Regions from separate parts of the Rattus norvegicus genome. Here region 1 is linked to region 2. Evidence: chromatin contacts called from public Hi-C data. All regions are on one chromosome and are shown on one strand. Each heading gives the region's core, a stretch centred on a gene start, on an enhancer-like site or on the middle of the called end of the contact. The rest is flanking DNA. Distances are from core to core; before and after follow the strand shown.

Region 1 (6,434 bases), core at 1,969-4,468, 290 kb before region 2:
TTGATTTCTATATAACTTTGACATTAGAGATTCAATTTGGAGTCAAGTACTTGGGACTTGTAGAGGTACCCAGATTAGGGCACTTTCTATTTTTATGTTGAAGATCAAAATATGCAAACTTATGGCCAACTTCTAAAATCCCACAAAAGTAAATATTTGTATATCTGAGAAATTAACTTCTTAAGAAATACTTTTTCTATCTACACAGGGAAATTTCCTACTGTGTCTTTCTGAGTCATCCAATACTATGTATCTTTTGTGTTTGTGTATCATACAATCAAAACACTGCCAATTATTAGATTATAAAATTTCTGTTATTAAACCACTGCTGAGTTAATTGATTATCCCCCTCGAGTTTCTGTTAAGTGGTCAGAAGCTTATGGTGCCTTTAGATTGTTACTGCCCAGCATCTGTAGCTGATATGCTAGTTGCCACTTTGAATTCTGGGAATATAAGAACTTCTGTTAAATTGAGGTGAGAGCCAGGCTAAATCCTAATACTTCAAACTTCTTGAGTTAATTAGTATGCCCTAAATTTTATGTCCCAATGGCTGGTTTAGAAGTGTTTGTATAAAAGCTCACACACTTCATCTCCTTCTTTAATTATTTGTTCACTCTCAAGACAGGAAGACAGGAGGATACCATAGAACAATCTGAAATGTTCTGTGTGCTATCAGATTTGAAAGGAATACTGGATTTTTAAGGTTCCGTTTATCTAGAGAGACTTCTGAGAAAAGGAAAGAAAGAAGGAAAGAGGGAGGGAGAGAGGAATGGAGGAAGGGAGGGAGGGAGGGAAGGAGGGAGGGAGAGAGGGAGGGAGGGAGGGAAGGAAAGAGGAAGAGAGGGAGAGATGGGGGAGGGGAGAATTTACAGGAGAAATGTCCGTGAGTTAAGTGGGGGAATCTGGGACACTTGTCCTTGTCATGTATATCCGCAGTGCTCCAACGTGGGCAGCAGGGGGCGCTCCTGCATGAAGCATAACCCCACCCCACCCCCTTCCAAAAAGTGCTTCCCTGTTGGAGAACACAGGTTCTTCCCACACCCCTGTCTCTTAGTGTTTATTCTTTTTCCAAAGACTGAATGTGGCTGTCAATAAATTGAATGTGCTTGGTACCCACGATGATTAGCGTCGTAGGAGCTGTAAGAAAGTACACTTGGTATGAAGCTTGCCTTTTTGGATAGAGACTGGTCAGCTTTTATTTTATCTCACTGGAATAGCAGAGGGGTTTAAAAGAGATGAGAAGTAGTGAGGGGAGGGCAGAGGTGTCAAATATCATCAAGTACAAGGAGGCAATTTCCTAAAGCAACAAGTGGGCATCAACATCCTAGGACTTACTGATTTGTCTCTCTGTGACAGTTTAGTTTGTAAGATAGACTTCCTGGTAAGGTATTTTCTTTTTCTCTTCCTTCCTTCCTTCCTTCCTTCCTTCCTTCCTTCCTTTCTTTCTTTCTTCCTTCCTTCCTTTCTTTCTTCCTTTCTTTCTTTCTTTTTGGTCACATTCACATCCTCCTTTACATGACTGATCCCCAAACCCAGAACTGAAACCTGACAAACTGAGGCATCCAAGAAGGTGTCAGAACCATAGCTTCTGCAGGGGGGAGGAGGGGCCTCCAGCATATTACTGTCTTTACACGTGAATGTGTGAGGTATTTTACTCGCTCTGTATTGGATCCAAATTGGAAAAAGTGCAAAAACAACAACAAAAACAAAAAGCAAACAAACAAAAAAAAAAAACCAGGAGTTGTTCTGTAATTACACATAACATGAATTCCAGGACCATATACCCTCTTCCTGTCCCCACATTATACACATATTCAAGCTTACCCCACCCAACCCCCAGTGGCTGCACAACCCCCTCACAGTCCCCATTGCAGAGACATATCTGTGAGTATTAATACTCACCATATTGACTTCAGAAACCATATCGATGCTGGCGATATCAATGTTCATTCCTACTGCCACAGGGGGACCTGCAAACCAAGATGGTCAGCCATGTGACTTCTCAGAACTTAGTCATTCACACCTGAGTTGTCACTGGAAACTCTAAAGAACCCCCTCCCCCCTCATGCTCATTATATTCCTACATCTTTGCGATAGGAATGTGGGGGATACTCTTCTAGGAATATGCACACATGTGCTGGTCGGACAATGAAGCCAGCTGTGTCTACACATGTTGATGGCTCAGCTTGTGAATCCTACAACTCACAGCAACACAAGAGAGTTTTAGCCGGAGGGATTTGTTTATATTGCCTTGAAGCCCCCTCCTTCTTCTTTTCCCCACCCACTTCTGTGTGTAGGTTTTAACTCTTTGAGTTCCAATAAGAGTCTGAGCAAAATTAAATGGCCACACTAGCATATCTGGGGCTCCAGGGAGAAGTGCCCTTTTTTCCTCTGCTATCTTTATTCTCAATCCCCCAGACCCTCTTCTCCCCTGTACCATTCCCGGTTGAGGGCTGGATAGAATCCCGACGTAAGCCACTTTAAACCACGGCCAGAACTCTTCTAAAGTAGGTGGGCACTGAGAGTCGAGGCCACCTCTCAGCCAACCGCCTGCACATTGTGTCCTCAAAAGTACTCACATTATAAGACAGCCCCGGCCGGGCACACACCGTTAACTAAACTTAAGAGGCTTGTATCTCAAGAAACCTCAGACTGGGGACAAAGATATATCACAGTGAAGGAGAAGGAGAGCTGTTACCAAGTCTGATCACACTCTAAGGGGGTCTCTTGAAAGACCTCTCAAGTGCTGGAGAGAAACAAACTGGCTTAAGTTTGGATCTGTTTCTCAGCAAGGTAAAATAGGGAAACATTCCATACACCACATGCACCCACAACTAAGGGGCGGAAAGAGAGTGCACACAAAGCCCAAAAGACAGCTTAGGCTGGAGCTGGGCTGTTTCTTATTTGCCAAGCAATCCCATTACCTCCGAAATCTGGTCTCAGACGAATGTCATAGCCTTTCAACAGTCTGTCCACCGTCTCTTTAACCAGCGACATATTACTAGGGTCATTGACACTAAAGAAAAAAATGACAATAACCAGGAATGAATAAAGAAGACAGCACGGCATCTTCAACAGCCCTGCTCACAGAGAGGTATGCAGACAGAGCCCTGACAAGTGAGAAAGGAAAGCGACACTTACCTCTGAGCACAGACAGCGGCGATTATTAAGGGAAATGACCAAATCCCAAAGTAGCCCCTTTTCCGGACTCTCCACATCCCTTTAGTTTTTGGTGGGATTGAGGGATTCACTGAAGAGAGGAGATCCAACTTAGTCTGCCCAGTGCAGTAATTCTAATGTGGAGCGCATGCGCACGGCGTACCAAAACATCAAAGGGGCAGCGGCGGCTGCCGGGGACCGAGATTTCCTTGTTTAAAAAAATTAAAGGGGAAAAAGGAAAAGAAGCATATATATGTGTAATATGTACATGTTTGAATAATATTAAACTACTACCCCAGAAATGCATCCAGAGTAAAATCTTCGTTGTTTTCTTTTTTCTTTAAGACAAAAGCAACCAGAGCGTCTGGTAAGTTTCTGTTCTAGGATGTAGTTGCACCTCACGATGTGGTGGGGTTTTAGAGTGTGTGTGTGTGTGTGTGTGTGTGTGTGTGTGTGTGTCCTTAAATATTAAGAAGAAAAATAGGACTAGGTGTAAGGGAGGAAGATTGGTTTTTGAAACCCCACTCCTCCCGGTCTAAGCAGGTTGAAAGGGGCAAGGAGTTGAACTTTTATTTCCTGAAGAATAGCAATCCCCTGCCTGGGACAAGCGGAGGTGGTGGGGGTGGGGTGGGAGCGCTAGGAGTGGGGAGGGGAGCAGTGGGAACTGGAGTCCGAGGAGGAGAAAAAAAAAAACCCAATGGGAGGAGTACTGAGCAGAGGTTGGATTTTGAACGAGGGGGGTGGGGAGTGAACTGTGAATATGAAAGAATCAGAATGGGTTGAGAAGAAAGGGGAAGAATACAGGAATTCAAAGATGCTGGTTTTTCCTGGGAGTCAAGGGGCAAGCTTTTTCTTCACTACTCACAAGTGATTTCTTTCTCTTCCTCCTGCTCACACTTTGTCCCCTGTTCCCTGGGAAGAAAACCTCGGGGTCTTGGTTTCTGGCGCTGTGACGCTCCTGACCCGCTAGTACTGCTATTTATAGCAGGAGGGGGAGGGGGCGAGGGGAACAGTCAGGCAAGCAAAGGCTTCTCTGGGTTTGGGTCTGACTCTGCACTGGGAAATTATAAGTGGTCAGAATGAGGTGTGACTGAGGGACAATGGAGGTGGGGACGTGAGGGACAGAGGGTGACAGGCGTTCCAGCACAGGTGCGGGGCCAAAAGGCACCCAGCGCGAGGGCGGGTGGCGGGGTGGGATGCTCTCCTCTGGCCCCCCACGCCTTGCGGACGCACGCGCACGGCAGGCACACACACGCGCGCGCACACACACACACACACACACACACACACACACACACACACACTCACAGGCACGCACGCACGCGCGCGCGCGAACACACACACACACACACACACACACACACACACACGAGACACACGTGCGATCACAGTCCTTGCCACCCACCACTCCTTACCTCACCAGCAGGAGCTCGCTGCCCACTACTGTGGCCCAACAGAGCTGCACCCCTGCCGCTCCTCTCTGGCCAGCTGAAGATGCACCTCTGTGTCCAAACCCAGTGGCTCACACAAGGCTGGCACAATGAAGGAACCCCGAAACCGTCTGAGCCACCGAACCACCAAACTACACACCACAATTTCCCCTCTTCCCTTCCTAGCCCACGGGAACCCAAGACTGCCCACTTCCCTCCTGCTTCAGGCTCAACACGGACACCAGATCGAGACTCATTTCATAGGAAAAATCATTTCCTCTGCTCGGGGCGCGCGGAGGGATGGGGGGCGGGGCGGGGCAGGGTGGGAGAAAAGAGGATGCCGAGAGCACGCGGACTGGGATGCCCTGGAGTCCTGTTCCCTGTTTTATCTAGGAGACGACAGGAAGGGAGCACCGCAGGTTCTTCAGCTACCAGGCACTCTTTGGTGAAGAGGTGGGAAAGCAGATCTCAACCCTGGGTCCTGGACCGCAGTATTTAACCTAAATCTACTACTGAGCCTTGTCATATACCGAGAGCGCCTACCATATTAAGAAAACCGTGCTTAAAGCAATATTAGCTCGAGGTTGACTCCTTGGTGACCCCATTTTATGGGTTTAGAAACTAGCACATCGAATCTGAGGAACATGTCCAAGGTCATTCCGGTGGAGAAGGATGAAAAGTGATTTGCGCTTTTAAAGCAGTGTTTCTAACCCTTAGACTAGACTACCTCAACTCTTAAGTTTCAGGACCTCAACCTCTGCTAGCTCCTTACCGCCACCCGGGGGACCTCCAAGAGCCCGCTGTGCCTGTGGTATGGAAAAGCTCACAGTTTACACAGGGCTGGTGGTCCAGCAGGTCTCTGGTGAGAGCAGCAAACTGATCCTCCACGGGGTTTGCAGCTAGCTTGGCGCTGCAGGATGCCAGCTGAGGGCTCTTAGTCCCCACAGTGGCCAGGTCCAGCTTCCCCTCTTGACCCACATAGTGAATGACACCCCCACCCCCGCCCTGCGCGCGCGCCCCGGGACATTGAGAGTCATTATTCTGGGGCAACTTAGAGAGGTGACTCCAAGGGAACTTGTGGAGGAGGGATGGTTGCCAGCAGGAATCTGATAGTTTCCCTAGGGTGGAAGACAAACCAGAGGGAAATAGTCTGGGGAAGTTAGCACCAGAAACACAGGGCAGATGTACTATTGCATGACTATCTGCCAGGTGGAAGCTAATACACACACACACACACACACACACACACTGACTGGTGGGGGGCAGAGGGAGATTTGCTGATTTCTCTTCCTTTTCTTGATCTTACAGTAAGACTAATATTCAAGCTAAGTGTAATGAAAAGAGAAAAAAATATGTTTCAGTAAACACAAGGTTCTCAAAGCAGTTAGCCAGTAATTCAATCAAGTCCTAGAAAACTCCTTTCTCTCCAAAAATATCTCCAAACACAGACTTCGTTCCATTAATTACTCCTCCGATCTGTCCATCACCTTCAGGAAGGTTGTCTAGTTTGGCTGAAAGAATGAAGTTCAGTAAACTAAATCACAAAATACCCTCATATCCATTCAACATAATAGTAGTGATCCAATAAATAATTACATACATACATACATACATACATACATACATACATGTGAATAAATACATATTGAAGATCTATTATGAATGGATCTTCTCAAACACCTAGAAGTAACTGCAAGACATTGATGTCTCTAAAATGTGGTCTCCTTGACTTATCTAATCTAGATAAATGTTAATACTGTTTTTGCCATTGGATTAATGTTGAATGATGTAATCACTTGAGTAGCATTTGTCATGCAATTAGCAATCTTTAATGAGTGGGCACAA
Region 2 (6,237 bases), core at 2,859-5,358:
TATTCTGTACCTTCAAACTGCAAGACATCAGTGAGTCAAAGGAAAACAATTTTATCTTTGGTTTTACAACATATTTACATGTATGCCCCTCTTAATATGTGCAAACATCGAAATATGCTTCTATCCTGGAAATAAAAGATACTGTCTTGGGTGACAAGTGTACCTCAATTAAAGAACAAAATTATCCTATTTTAAAAATAATTTTTATTTCAGTATCAATTATACAAGAAGGAATATTCTACACAATATGCTTATATGGTTCATTAAGTAAGGTATCCTATATTATGTATTAGGGAAATTGGTAAGTTTGGAAATACTGTATATGGTCATTCATTTATGTATTGATAATTATAGATATGCAAGTGCAACCTTTATGTTTATTATTATGGATTACTAACCATGCTTTCCAATATGTTAATATTGAGAAATAATTTCAGCACATGTATATCTGAGCTGTGCCACTATCTTTCTGGAATGTTAGTAAAGCTGGTTTATTTTTACTTATATTTTACTCTTACCTCAGATTATTTGTAAATGTTAAAAAAAAAAGTTCACTGAATAAACGGAAGCACTCATTAGTTCTCCCTCACTACCCATTTCGTTGGGGAAGTGAAAGCAATTTTCTATTGATAGATTCAGTGTCACGTGTTCAATTAGGTCAGGACTTTCTGCCATTTAAAATGACAGAAAAAGCAATGTGAGCAGACTGCTGCATTAGAGATGGAGGTGTCCGGCCTGCCTATCATCTCTGGTCCTGGGTTTGAACTCAGTGCTCTCCTGCTAAAAAGTGCTGTGATGAGGGTCTAGGCCACTGGCTTCATGAGAACGATGAAAAATAACGACAAAAATCTGAAATAAAAGTGAAATTGTACGTTGTTTCTCGACAAACTGGTCTTCAAAATAAACACTCTTGTTATTTACTCTCCTACCTTCCGTTAACTTTTAGCACTGGATAATTTTGAAAATTAAAATGGGCCTTGATATCTGTGGCTGATCTAAATGGTCAAGTGTGTCTCAGACAAGTGAAAGGGACCTTTGTAGGAGCACACGGACTCACGGTGAAGAAACAGCCATGTGTAAGTATGAACGAGCGAGTGAACCTGAATTCCTAAATTTAATTTCCTTACTAAAATTGGTAGCTCATGATCCATACGACCTTGGGCAAATGTTTTGATCTCTGTAGTCCACAGATATGAAAGACTTGTCAAATGGCTGTATTAAGGTTCGCTTTAAGAATGAAGTTGAATGAGGTATGCTAAACAGTTGGGATATAATTTTACAAAGTGAACTCTCAGAAATATTAGAAATCGTAATTTTTTTCACTATTCAATTACTTATTTTTTTTCAGGTATGCACACTTTGAAAGGATTAATTCAAGACGTAGCAGGAAAAGTATAACACCAGCAGCTGTCCAAAAACATTAATGGAATGGGATATTATAAAATAGTTTTCTTCTTATTTTTGTATTTTAATATCTAGAACTATGGGGATAATTAGTATCTCATAGGAAACTATAAATGCATTGTCTACAATGTTGGGTACTGATTGGAGAATTGTCAAGTTTCCGTATTTTAAGTAATACATTTCATGAGAATGATACAATCTTATCTATATTGTATTTTATTCTAAGGAGCATTTTCATTTCTGCATTCCCACTCTAGCTCCATAATTTTTAATTCATTTTTCTTTTTGGTGTATGAAAATACTGTATGGTTACATGCAGTTCTAGTGGTACACACAGCAGTCTGTGATTGAAATTGTCCTCAGAGAAATTTCTCAAATGGTAACCTTTCAGGGCCAGTGTCTGCAAAATCGTGATATATGGAGAGGTTTCGTTGCGTGACATTAGATGGCAAGAGCCAAAATGTCCACCAATTTGTGGAGAACTGTCAAAGGAGCGACCGCAGTTCTGTCAGGAGAAGGGAGGACATTCAAAATGTCGTCTTTTTACGACTATTGGCTATTCTTTAAAGGCACTGAAACTATGGAGTTTTAGCATATTGTGGAGAGATACAGAAATGCTTTAGAGTTGGTAACGGGGTTTCAGAACTTCTGTAAAGTCAGGGTTGCTTTATAAGCTGCCCGGTGAACAAGGAAACTAATAAATAAATATAAATGGAGCTATTTCACACAAGGGAACAGCAGTGCTCTTTGGTGTTTAAGAGTGCATCGGCCCCCTTGTTGTGTGCTTTCCTGGCAATTATTACTATTTAAAGAGAGATGCACCTTCCAAAATGTTTATTTCTAATATTCCTTGTTAGTAATTGTTAGTAATTCACCCCCAAAAGCCAGAGAACAGAGTCACATTATGACTGTGTCTTTGCCTGTATAGATCAGGTGACTGCAACAGCCTAGCTTAAGTTTTCATCGTATAACCTGATTTCCTTGCAGCATAAGCCAAGAACAACTTGCAGAACACTAAATACAGAAGTGTTTGGGTCTTGCTAACTAGTTTCTCCTCCTTTTAATGTTTTGGACAACACTCAGCCTCTATTTCAAATTTCTCCTCGGCCAGAAGTCCACTAGAAGAAAATGACCAGCGGGCTTACTGAAACTCAGACTTCATCTAACAGATGAAGATCTAACAGATCTAACAGAAGTATGACCTGAGGATGCCTCATATTTTCAGCACCTCCTCCCCATGTGGTTTTAAAATGCTGAAAAGCAGTTCTTGGAGGTGCTGGTCATTGTCTAACAGCACCCTAAGGAAGACAGCACCCATGACCCGAGCTAGAAGCCATTCACAAATCCTGAGCAAGAAACCAGTCATCACTCAGTCCCTGAAAATCAGTTAGGAACATGTCAAACTCTCTCTCTCTCTCTCTCTCTCTCTCTCTCTCTCTCTCTCTCTCTCTCTGCATGTATAATTAACTGTGTGTGGAGAACTCCCGGGGAAGGTAATAAAAGAGAGCAGAGAGAAAGAAGAAGAAGAAGAAGAAGAAGAAGAAGAAGAAGAAGAAGAAGAAGAAGAAGAAGAAGAAGAAGAAGAAGAAGAAGAAGAAGAAGAAGGAAGAAGGAGAAGAAGAAGGAGAAGAAGAAGAAGGAGAAGAAGAAGAAGAAGAAGAAGAAGAAGAAGAAGAAGAAGAAGAAGAAGAAGAAGAAGAAGAAGAAGAAGAAGAAGAAGAAGAAGAAGAAGAAAAGAAAGTAGAAGCTTTTCCCCCACTGACTTCTAAAAATCCTCCCCCTCCTCCCATTTTTCTGAACCGAAAATGATGGAGTTCGGGGCAAAGGCATGTTTCCGGAAATGGAGATATGCCTCTCAAACCCAGAAATGATTTATGTAAAGTTAAATATTCCACGTTCGAAAACCTTTCAAAATTCGGAGTTAAGGGCGTCTGTGCTTTTTTCAGGACAACGCACGCAAAGGTTAAAAACCAGTTCCGAAGCCTGTCTGGCTGTCCTCTATGCTGTAGATGAAAGGCAGGGTGCAAGGCACTCAGAATCTGACTAAGTACGAAGGACTCTAAGCTCAGGGGCCCATTCCCTCTCAGACGGGGAATCTTCCTGCTGTCCCTAACTAGTCCTGGTTCTGCAACATGCAGGGATTTAGACATATGTGTGGGAGTGAGCGAGGGAGAGCAAGAGGACAGAGCGCTCCCCACACGTGTAAGCCTACATCTCCCTGCTTCGTAGCTTGCGTTCATTCATATGAATGCAGTGGTTAAATATTTGATCAGAGGTAGCAGAGTTACAAGGATCGGTTGTGCTTTAATGAGCACACCTTAGAATAGTGTGCTCATAAATCTCAAGAGAGAAAAGATCCTAAGTGTAGCCCCCATGTCTAACCCTTTCTACCCTTCCCTTCCCCCATTTTCCAGCCGCCCTCCCCCCCAAAATAGAGGAATGCTTGCAGCAGATTGAAGAAGGATTTGAGCCGGCAGCTACAGAGACGGGGATTAGGGCCAGAGTGGTGCAAGTTAAATTGCGCTGCATATAAAAAATGGGCGGATTGGTGTCCAGATCCAGTGGCTGGTACCACCTTCCTTTCTAAAATAAAATCTCTCTGGCATGAAGTCACCGCCTATTTCACATCCGGTTTGCGCTGGGACGTATTACTACTGTCTTGGTACAGAGAAATCTTTTGTTGTATAGCTGCAGATTGGATATTGGGAAGCAAATTTGGGTATGAAATCTCTAGTGCAGGAGCACGCAGAGTCCATGATGGCTCAAACCGTGTGAGTGAGCGCGGCGCGAGGACGCCCTCCGCCCGGCGCGCCCGCGCTCGCACACTCGCGCAGCTCCGGCTCACCGCGATCCTCTCTCCCACACTTTTCTCCCGGGTCTGGAGCGATCCGGTGCCCAGAGGGGGCCCCGAGGTAAGTGAGACTTCGGACCACGAATGCCCACAGCTTGCAATCTGCCTTTGTCCTAGCTGGAGAGGCAGAGATGTTCTAGTGGGGAAGAGAGCAGGAGCAGCAGGACAGGAGCTGAAGCTGGGAGCAGGTAGAAATAAGGAATGTTTTCTTCTTTCAGGGTGAAAACTGCAGCCCTATAGGAGTAGATTTCTCTCTCTTCCCTCTCTCCTCTTTGAGGCAGATTTGAATGTACCCTGAGGGGTGGGTGGTGACATGTTGTTTTGATCTTTCTTCTTTCTCTTTTTTTAATCTTTTCTTTTCCTCTTCTTTTTTTTTTTCTGTCCAAGGGGAGCTGCGATGAGTTGGGGAGGGGCGCTGGGGGTCGCCATCAGCTAAAGTTGAGAGGTTAGGACAGAAAACCTGTCACGCAGTTTCATTCTAAGGAAGACTGGCTCACCCTGCCTGAACACAGCTCTTCTCCCCTCTCCAGACGCCACAGCTGAAATGCCCTCTGGTGTAGGGGTCTCTCGCATTCTGGAAATGAAATGCTGAACTTATTTGATCTGGGTCGCAGGGGAGGTGGGTAGTGGAGCATGCTTCTAGCGAGGGGAGGGATGGAGGTGGGAAGGGGGCAAGAGGCAGCTTCGGGCTCCTTTTCAACTATTATGTTTGTATTCGCAAGAAACTTTCTTCCTCCAGAACTGAAGTGCCAAGGCAGGTTTGGTTTTCTCCAAATATGACAAGAGTGCAAAAGCTATGGTGTCTTGGCTTGGGAATCTCTTTCTCTCACCCATTCAAGACTTTCTTTTTCTAGAATCAGTGGGGATCAATAGGGCTAAGAGAAGTTGTTTCCCTCTTCAAAACAGACGTTAAAAAAACAAAAACAAAAAACAAACATGTTTTAAAGGAAGAATTATCATTGTGCCATTTGGATGCAATATTTTAACGTAATGATATTTATCCAAGATGCCCCTGTCGTTTTCTACTCCTGTGTATCAAAACCAGTCACTAAATTAAGAGAACGCTGTGAGGAAGCTCACAGTCTTTATCTCTACATCATTTCACTCTAAACGAATTCTGCTTCCTTGCTTACATGACTGTCTGTGATGGTTCTAACTGATTGGGATGATCGGGGAGAGCGTGGAAAGCATTTTGTTGATGTATTTAAAGGCATACCACATGGAACTAGAGAATGCTTAATGTAAAAAAAAATTAATGAGTTTTATAAAGCTTCCATCTATTCATGATTGGCCCTACTAATGAGTCAAGACTGGGGAAAGTGGTGAAATAAAATACATGTAATAGTTTTCATAGGAGGACTGGAATTATTTTCAGTGCATTTAAAAATGTAACTATATCTGCTTCTTAGCCAGGTAATGCTCAGGATTTCAAAATTTGGCTTAATAATATACATACACACGTAATTATATGAATGTATAACACACACACAGACACACAGACACGCACAGACACACACACATTTCTATAATTCTTCCATTCCGTACTCATTTATTCCTCCAGTATCCTCCAACCATATCCAAGCTCAGCCATGAGATAATAATTGATTGCACTTTACCTAAGTGGGAATAAATATCCCCTTCTTGCCATGCAAAGCAAACCACTTAAGCCTCCATCTGTTTGAGACGAACCGTTTTCTAGCAGCAACCTGGTAGAAATTAGAGAATGCTTACAAGATATGTGTGGGCATGTTTGTGTGCATTGATGTGTGTGTGTGTGTGTGTGTGTGTGTGTGTGTGTGTGTCTGTCTGTCTGTCTGTGTGTGTGTGTGTCTGTCTGTCTGTGTGTGTGTGTGTGTGTGTGAGAGAGAGAGAGAGAGAGAGAGAGAGAGAGAGAGAGAGAGAGAGAGCGCAGCACATGGCCTGACTTTAAAGTGTATCCTTTAGCTTCACAGAAACATTAGTGAGCATATTTAACAACCACA

Evidence for each region. A called contact is a pair of places that touch in the nucleus more often than the background predicts.
Region 1: a Hi-C map of prefrontal cortex shows a contact between it and region 2, with 5 times the contacts expected there. The contact joins the promoter of Gabrb2 here to the promoter of Gabra1 in region 2. A contact is called at or near these places in 3 of 12 Hi-C or Micro-C datasets (Schwann cells, frontal cortex and prefrontal cortex).

Annotation. Positions count from the first base shown.
Region 1 is chr10:27,436,577-27,443,010 of GRCr8, reverse strand. It overlaps Gabrb2 (gamma-aminobutyric acid type A receptor subunit beta 2), which reads right to left and starts at 3,218. Exons shown (of 9, transcript NM_012957.2): 1 at 3,142-3,218; 2 at 2,925-3,016; 3 at 1,903-1,970. The coding sequence starts at 3,218.
Region 2 is chr10:27,150,060-27,156,296 of GRCr8, reverse strand. It overlaps Gabra1 (gamma-aminobutyric acid type A receptor subunit alpha 1), which reads left to right and starts at 4,108. Exons shown (of 10, transcript NM_183326.2): 1 at 4,108-4,316.